Linked DNA regions of Manis pentadactyla: region 1 is linked to region 2. Evidence: chromatin contacts called from public Hi-C data. All regions are on one chromosome and are shown on one strand. Each heading gives the region's core, a stretch centred on a gene start, on an enhancer-like site or on the middle of the called end of the contact. The rest is flanking DNA. Distances are from core to core; before and after follow the strand shown.

Region 1 (4,905 bases), core at 2,030-4,529, 470 kb after region 2:
CTTTAAGTTCAACCAACTCCCATTGTTTGGATTCCTGGCTGTTCTTTCTCAGCATTTTCTCTGCCCACTGAAAATGCTGGAGTTACTCAAGATTCTGTCCTGAATTTTCTTCTCATTTTAATCCTTTCCTTCCTGAACTTCTTCACATGTATCGTGTTTAAGAGTGGACTTACTATTTGCCTTCTCACACTTGTGATCCTTTTCCCTGACTGAGTAACCATCTACGCCAGGGACTCCACTCTCCCTCACGGCTCACATTCAATCTTGAGCGCTGTGCATTCTACTTCCCTCTCTCTGATTCACCTTCCGCAAACCCCCTTCCATCAGCCTGGAGCCAGGGAAGCATCCACACCTTTAGATTTCAGCAGTAAGCCTCCCTGCTTCCTGGCATCATCCAGGCTGATCTTGCTTAAAATTCAACTGGTTTCAGTCTCTCCCCTCCTTAAATCAATTCTGGTGCTTCCATAGAGTTTAGCCCAGACTTTTAACATGGCTTTGAAGGCCTCTATGATCTGACCTCCTTCTTATTCCTCCACATCTGCCATTCCAAATTTCTTTTACTTCTGCTGACCTCATGCTTTCTCTCACCTGCAAGCCCAGGTACTTGAGATTCCTCCCCAGCTAGATTCTTATTCCTCTTAGGTTCCCAGATATGTTTTTCCCTCCTAAGAAGTCCTCTCTGACCCTTAAGTTGGGATTAGGCTCCTCTTGTGTGCTCTGACATCGCTGTCCTACTCTAACATTTGCTTAGAGAGTCATATTGCAATTGTACAGTTAATTGTCTATGAATGTGTTTATAAACCCTGTGCAGGTAAGGACTGTATCCTTAGCACTTGGTACAGAATCTTGGGCATCTTTGCAGTAAGCATTTATTGAACGGAATTGGGTTAAGAGAAGCTCCTCCCAGTCTTGGATGGAGCTCCTAGTAGTACATATTGTGGAGAGTTTGGGGAGGATCTGAGACCCATGATTCAAGACTTCTTAGTCTGCCTTCTCTAGCCTTCTTGACAACAGTCTCACAAAGAATGAGTGTTATCCCAATGGGTGCTCTCTCCATACTCAGCAGTAATACTGCAATGGGGGAAATCCTGGGGACTGGAGCAGAGTATTCTGCCAAATGCGCTGAAGGTAAGGACCGTACCCATTCTGCTTACTACTGTATCCCTAATGCCTAGTACAGAGCCAGCACAAGGCACATACTCAATGGATATTTATTGATCGGCACATGCTACACGTTTTTGATGAATCAAATAAATGGAAAAGAAACTCTTCCAAAACTGGGGTTAGGGGGAGGTCTGTGTGTGAGATGTGTGAACAGGATAACTTCCTCTTGAAGTCAGGGTATTTGGTGCCAACCCCACAGGACACCCACAGGGCTCCCTCACGGTCTGTACTCTAGATTTCGAGACTGAGGCCTCAGTGTTCTCCTTCCTGGCTTCCTTACAAACCCTTTGTTGGTGATGCCAGACTCGTCCTCTCATTTTCAGTTGCTTTTTCTGATCCTTCCTGGATCCACCTCCACCTGCCTTCCTGCCCAGGGACTGGTTTTTGAGCAGGCCTCAGACATTCAGGAGTAATAGCTGGGAACCAAGGTACTCCCCACCCCACCCTTAATTGGGAAAATGAAATAGAGAACTAGATTAGCCTCCACCTAGCTCTTGGGGTCAATCCAAGTGAACTGGGGATGAGGTAACAGTGCCTAACCTTGCCTGCGGAAAAGCCTGAAGGAGAAAGAGAATGGTAAAATTTATTTTGCTCCTTTCTGGGCTTCATATGCATCAACTCATTTAGTTGTCACAATAATCCAGGGACGTAATGCAGACATTATATTCATTCATACAGATGAGGAAACTGAGGCTAAGGACACAACTTGTCTTGACCATAGCATGCAGTAACGGGAAGCGGGACACGGTTAAGCAGATCCTGGCACTGCTGTATGCAAATTGCTTAACCCTTCTGACTTTGTTTGCTCATCTATTAAATGGGGGTAATCATGTATAACCCACAGGGTTGTCTTGGAGATTAAATAATACTCTAATGTAGCTCATATTCAAACTTATATACTATAATTAATGTAATTATGGAACCCAGGTTCCATTGGCTTTCCACTTTATACCGCCTCTGCTGGAAGTTTTTTTCTTTTTTTTTAAAAACATCACAGGGCCTTGCTGTACTCCTGAGACTTCCAGAGGACAAGGCCCTTTCTTCAGTCAGGCTGACCTAAACAGAGCCAGCCCTCCTTCCCCTCCCAAACCACAGCTGTGTGTTGGAAAGCTGGACTCTGAGGCCCCTAATAAAGAGCAGACCTCCCAATCATTCCCTCCCTCTCCCCTCACTTGGGTTTTCAAATTAAAAGTAACTAAAAGCTAAGGTCTAAAGAGGAGGTGGGGGAGTCGGAGGCACAAAAGTAGATTGAGGAAGTGGGGCTCTCTCCCTAAAATAAGGGTATCAAAAAAATCCGGCTCCAGAGGGGGTCCAGTCCTACCACGTTTCCCAACTTTGGGCCATAGGCCCACCTGGGCTGTGTGGGCCACAGACCCTGGTCCGCAGGTCAGTAGGCAGGCTGTGGCCTTAGGAGCCCTAGGAGGGGGGCAGCTGTCACTGGCCATCAGCCAAAGAGAACTGTTTTCTACTTCTCTCTGGAGACAAATCTCTGGAGAGAGCGCCCCAAGGAAGCCAGAAGACACCCGGCACACTTAGCCAGCCAGCCACCAGGGAAGGAGTGTGCCAGAAGTCCGGAGAGAAAACCGTCAGGCCCATTACACTCGCCAGTCCGGACCCCGTTAGAGAACCCTTCCTGCTGCTTTTCCAAGACTCGGGTCTCTGCATTCTGAGCGTAAGCTTCCAAGCCTCAGCTGGGGCAGATCCGAGGCAAGGGCGGAGTCCTCGCCCCTCTCCCGCGAGTCCCCACATCTGGGCACCACATCCGCACGCCTCCTCCCTCCCCCGAGCCTTTGCGACCACGGTGCCTTCGACGGGCCCAGAGAGGCGGCTCCCCCTGGCGTAGTCAAGAATTGAAGGAGTGGGGGAAGGGGCAGTTGGCGCCGTTTTCTTTTGCAAACCACAAACCGGCCCGTCGTTTTCAAATCCTGAAGCTAGAAATGGGCCTCCACCCTATCCACTTCATTTGGAGAAAAAAAAAATCACAAGTTTGTTTAAATGTGATTTTCATCACTAACGGCTTTGATAACTGCTACAACCGTAAAGTCTTCTACAGCAAAAGGACCTTCTGAATTCTCCAAGGACAGAATTGTGGGGGCGTGGAGCTGGAGAGCAAAGAGGCAGGGGAGAAGCAAAGAGCCAGCTAAGCCGGACACGCCCTCCAAAACCGAAGGTGTGAGGCCCAGGGCTGCCGCCGCGGGGGAGAGCGGGCCCGGAGGGCAGGGCCGGGCAGATTGGGGTTTGCTCACAGGGAACATTTTGATTTGGTTGTAGTAAGTTTGAGGGCCTCTTTCTGATGGCTGGTTGTATTTTATCTCTATGCCTTGCACCCAACTTCCTGTCGCCTGCGGGCCTAGATGTGCGAGGCCGTGCCCCAAACACCGCGCGGCAAACCGCTTTCACCGAACTTGCACTTCCAGCTCAGCTCCGCAGTTGGGCCTCTTTCCTGAGGGTCAGAGCTGCCTGGACTCCGGTTTGGGGAGAAAATCCTCATTCCTAACCCCGATGATCACTCAAAGGAAAAGCACAAAAGGTTGAAAATCAAAGTTCGGGTTCGGCCTGGGACCCTCGCACAGCGGCCGAGGCCGGCAAAATCCACTCCCGCAGCGCATAGGGTGGCCTGACTCCCCGCGGTGCCCCAGGCAGAAGCCAAGGAAGAGAAAAGACCCCGCAGTCTGCCTTGGCCAGGCAGCGCTTCCAGCCTGCTGAGGTTCTAGGACCACCCAGGACCCCGGGCGTCGGGGGAGCAATCTGGAGAGATCTTAGAACAACACGGGAGAAGCGCTGCTGGGCAGGCCTCCGCCCCACACGCCGGCAGGCCGATTCGCGCCGACCAGACCTCTCCCTCAGCTTCAGCGGGGTGGTAGTGGGCGGGCAGCTAGATTCAAACCCGCCTAGGGGAGTGGGCGGGGCGGTGTGGCGGGGGGCTGCGCGGGCAGGGCTTCTTTTAAGGAACCAACCGCCTCTTTCCGAGGGCCTGCAGCCCCGAGGTTGCTCCGGACCACAGGGTTTATTTTGCTTTTGCAAGGGAGGCAGATGTTGACCTCTCTCCATTTTTGTTCGGCCCAACCATTTGCTTCCCTGCGCCACCCCCCACCGGTGCGCTATCCAGGGAGTCAGTTCCCCAGTCCTTTAAACCTTCTGGAATGTCACACATGGAAACCTTTAGCAAATGTTTGTTAATGATCATAACAAAGGCATCTTTCAAATTAGGCAGGTAATTACTACCAGAAGGACAACTGGGCACTCACTTGCTCATCCATTCTCACTGCTTTAAACCTGCGAGAAGTTACGGCCCGAAGACACTCAGCGCAGCCTGCCTTTCGAGTCCCTTTATGCGTCACTGAAATGAACTGTTAAGTTACCATTTGTGGGCGGGGAGCGCTGGGGCCTTGCTTTCACGAGACCCCGGCGCGACTGGGCTGGCAGTTCCCTGGAAGCAGAGCAAGCCTTCCTGGGTAGGTCCTTGCTTCACCTCCTACCCTCCTGGGTACTTGGTATAAAAACCTAGATCTCAACTTGTTTTCATTAGTTACAAGACAGCTAGCACCCGCTTTTTCCTATTATTCCGCACAGATTTTTTTGAGGGTCGTCAGGCCCCGTTCATAATCTACAAACATTACGGTATCCTGTTAGTATTTCGAACAAGGGGCTGTTCATAGATTTGCCTTCAGTGATTTCCTGAAGGAACATGTGGAAGTAATAGTGAGCAGCGCAGTCACCCAAGCTGAAGATGCACGAGAG
Region 2 (4,486 bases), core at 1,823-4,322:
AACTGGCAAAAACGTGAATTGGTCTGAGGATCAAATGATGGTTGTGAATGTCTTTGTTTATAGAAAATGCACACCAAAGTATCTGGGGAAGATGAGGTATTTTGGGCAGCTTACTCTCAAAGGGTTCAGGAAAAATATAGTGGAAAATTCTCCAAACTATACTGCATCTACAACTTTTCTGTAAGTTTTAGATTTCTAAAAATTATATATATACATACACACACACACACATATCTACATGTAATGAATATGTTAGGTTAGAATTATAATGTTTTCCAGACTTTCCAGGGCCCAGGTACCCAGAGGCTGCTTTGGGCAGACAGAGCTTAGAGTGGCTGCTCCAGAAGCAGAATGAGGGAATGAGGGTGTATCTGCCGCATGCTGGTTCTCTGCTGAGGTGCAGGAGATGGGTATTCTCAACTGATGCAGTGAAGAACGGACAGTTCCCCGGATAACGAGATAACACGTGTTATCTGCAGGTGGGTCATGCCAACCATTTAACTTGCCTGAGGAGAAGCCCTCCTGCCAGAACAGGAAGTGGAAACACAGAGGGCCCCTTATCCGCCCACCCAGGGAGTCCATGGGGGTAACTAAGGGCCAACTCTTCAGTGTTCATCTGGCATGTGGATTTTGCAGGGGGTTCCCTGTTCACTTGAGGCCTGGTCCCAAAGGCTAATAATGAGAACTTAAAACCTGTTCGGTGCCTTCAGTGGGTCAGAAACTGGGACAGGTCTTTTATATGGTCTTTTTATAATCATCACAATTGGTTCATCTCAGTGAGTATTGTACCCATTTTCTAGATGAGGAAATGACGGCTCAGAGAGGTTTAGTGACTCTGTCATTGGTATGAGCTGAACTGTGTGCCCCCAAATTTGTATGGTGAAGCCCTAACCCGCAGTATATCAGAGTGTGGCTGGGTCTGGAGACAAAATCTCTGAAGAGGTTATTAAGTGGAAATGACACCATTAGGGTGGGGCCTAATCCAGTCTGACAGGTATCCTTTTAAAAGAAGAAATTTGGACACACAAAAAAACAGGGGTGCTCTTGCACAGTGGGATGGCCAGGTGAGGACACAGGGAAAGGCGGCCACCTGCAAGCCCAGGAGAGAGGCTCAGGAGCAACCCAGTCTGTCGACACCTCAGTCTTGAGCTTCAGCCTCCACAATTGCGAGAAAATACAGTTCTGTTTTTTAAGCCACCTACATTGTGGTATTTTCTTATGGCAGCCCTAGCAGACTAAGACAGTCATACCATATGCATCTGACAGAGGATAAAGTTGGGATTCAAAATAAAATCTTCTCAGGTCTTTTCACTGTCCTACACCCACCTTCTGGGACACAAGGCCTCTACATGAGACCTCCTCCCATCTCCCCAATGGGCTGCCCAGAACATTCACTCCAAAGTACACAGACTTAGCAGATCCTTCCATCAGGATCCCAGAGCACTTATCACACTGCATATAATTAGTTGCACACAACTAACTCACAATGTTTTGGTCTGAACAAATTGAGGGCAGGGCACCTCTTACATATATCCCAACATCTCCACAGAGCCAGGCACATGGTAATTATAATTGTTAGTATTTATTGAGCACTTATTATGTGCCATCAAATGCTTCACATGCATTACCATCTAAACCTTAGGACAACTCCATTGAGATAGGTATTGTAATTATTCCCCTTTACATATCTGAAAACTGAGGTCACAGAGCTAGTGGGTAGTGGAACCAGTATTTAAGTTCAGACGGTTTAGTTCCCAGAAAAGGCTCCTCATCCCCTGCTCTGTTGCCACAGCCTTGCTTTAATGTTCACTGAGCCAACTCCAGCATGGGGAGTGACACTGATCTGAAATTCTCTGCCTCAGTCCGTGCCCACTTTAGGGTAAGCCAGGTGGGAAGCTCCCCTCAATCCAGCATCAGCCCCAAGCCCCTAGCCTCCACCCTGCTATCCCTCAGCACTCCTCAGGCACAGAATCTGCACCTGCCCTGGCACATGACCCAGTGATGGGCCCAGAGGACCTAGTTTATCAACATATGTTGAACTGGATTCAATGCCAGGGATAGAAGTCAACATGGGTAAGTAGCATATTTTACTGGATACTGTGACTATTTTCTGGATTTTCCAGGAGAGTTCCAGTTTCTAAAATTCCATCCTCTCTTCACATCAGTTGCTAGAATATGTGGCAGAGAATGTAGTCTCCTATTTGCTTGAGAAAATAGAGTCACCATTCTACTGAAAAGAGGCAGTAATGGAAACAAGTGTGCTGTCTGTCACTCACCCACCTACATGCTGTTGGGCAAATCACAATTTCTCTGGACCCAAGTCTCTGCATGCGTTAAACAGCAATGGCAAGCCTATTCCTACTGGGAAATGAAACAAAACCTGGGGATGTGTTTGAATACTGACAAAGAATAATGTTATCCAGTCACCATTAATGGGATTGCTTGTTTTTACTGATCTGTCTGGCCAGTAAAAATAAAATAAAAAGCACTTTTTATTATTGAAAGTAAAGGAAGAAGGTTTCCATGAAGACCAGTGGGGGGAAAAAAATGGACATAAAGAGAATAAATGTCCTAAGGCCTTTCTAGAGTGTTTTGAAACAGACATAACTAGGTATTTCTATCTCCCATGTTGTTCTCAACAACTTGGGTGTGTGTGTGTGCGTGCGGGTTAGGGGTAGGGTAGGAGGCCTGGCTGCAGGAGTCAGGGGCAGTTTTAACAAACTCCGTGAGATGTGACCTGGTGGAAGAACCAGGCCTCTTACCTTTTCTGCATTGCGGATCAGTCCTCAGCTGTGTGAGGCCTCAGGGGACAGTCTGTTTGGGAGCTGAGCTCTTCTGACTCAGCAGCAGCCCAAGACAATTTTCTTTTTCTCTCTTATGTTCGTCTTCGGGGCATGCAGGAAAACCACCCTGCCCTGGTGTCCGCAGCTCACCCCCTGCCCCTTCTGCAATGCTTCGCGTAATGCTGATCCATAGCCCTGAGAGCAGCCCCACAGAGCAGCCACTCCTGAGCATCCGGGACAGATCTGCTCTGCTTTGGATGGGGCTGGGGCTTCTTTGAACTTCCTTCTGCTCTTGACAAAGCTGGGATCCTTTTGTTCACCTGTAGGGCTGCCAAGTCAGGCCTACCACACCCCTGGATGTTGTTTTCCTGCAGGCACTGGGAAAATGAGCTTGGAGCCAGGAAAGGGAAATCAACAAGGAAATAAACACAGGGTCACTGCACCTCAGGTCATCACTAGGCCTGAGACACCATCATGCCAGGATCAGTTCCTCTGTAGTTAGGGGCTACTGCCTAGTTGGGCCTCAGAAACCTGGGCATCTTTTTTCTTTTACATATGCCAAGAAGCGTGCACTGAAATCAATCCCAGACCAATCAAGCAATCCTGTTCCATTCCAGTGCCTTGCCAAAACTTTCAAAGATTTTCCATGGGCAGTGTCCCTATAACTGAACATTGGCTAATGCTAGTAGACAAAGAAAAAGAATGAGCAACTTTACAGTGACACTAGTTAAGACTTTTAACTCTAAAGATACAGGATTATTGTTTAAATAAGGATATTTTCTGCTTACTCTGCAACATCAACATCAGCAGCAGGGCCAACAGAGTCTTTGCTGATGTTTATTGTGCACTTAACTGTCTGCCGGGTCCTGTGCTAACTACCTGGCCTGCATTATTTCATTTAATTTTTAACACAATCCTATAATTACCATTCCCATTTTGTAGATGAAAAAAAATGAGGATTCTAGGGATTAAATCACCCCTGAAAAGTGACCCAGCTGGTTGAAAGTATAAAAGTCGCCTTTCTGGAAGTGTGCTTTCCTGCGCCTTGCTTTTCCCAGTGCTCAACTTGAGCACCTCCATCGTCTAACAGCTCTGGTGATGGCTGAAGATTAGCTCTAAACAGAAACATGGTCACTGATTAGTTAGCAGCCTGCCCCCAGAGTTGTGAATTAGAGGACATACGAAAGGCTGGGCACCCCCGCCCCTCTACTCTGAGCGGTGCTGCCGGCTCTCCTCTGGGATTCTAATTTACCCACAAGGAGGTGCCCTGTAAATCTCTTGGCCTTTGGGTGGCTCTGGTCATGGACTGATTGAGTTTTTCCTTCTGACTTTAGGAGCCTAACAGTTCCAAATTCTTTTAATCAAAAATCCACAGGATGAACAACACTAAATTCCTGGCCTGGAAACTTCCACTTAGTGGTAAGATATGGGCACATGTGTTTTCAGTCCTGAGGTCAAACTGCAACATTTTATGTTTTTATTGGCTTCATCTTTACTTGCCATTATCAGCATTTAGTTCTCCTGTGCCACGGCAGTTCCCAGTGAAGCTAGCCACTGGTCAAAGGAAAGCAAAACCATTAATTAGGAGGCAGGGAGATGCCCCCAGAGGGGTCCAAGTGATCTATTTTTGTAAATGAAGGAGTTGTGACATCAGGGCAGCTGCTCACCCTTTTTACCCTTGGATTTAGTTTGGTGGAGTCCTG

The links. Hi-C and Micro-C count contacts between places; a contact is called where the count stands out from the background.
Region 1: a Hi-C map of skin fibroblasts shows a contact between it and region 2, with 3 times the contacts expected there. The contact joins the promoter of PDGFRA here to the promoter of LNX1 in region 2. A contact is called at or near these places in 3 of 3 Hi-C or Micro-C datasets (blood, fibroblasts and skin fibroblasts).

The regions. Positions count from the first base shown.
Region 1 is chr5:43,304,234-43,309,138 of mManPen7.hap1, forward strand. It overlaps PDGFRA (platelet derived growth factor receptor alpha), which reads left to right and starts at 3,280. Exons shown (of 23, transcript XM_057502228.1): 1 at 3,280-3,438.
Region 2 is chr5:42,832,080-42,836,565 of mManPen7.hap1, forward strand. LNX1 (ligand of numb-protein X 1) reads right to left here and starts at 3,073. Exons shown (of 12, transcript XM_036895260.2): 1 at 2,763-3,073.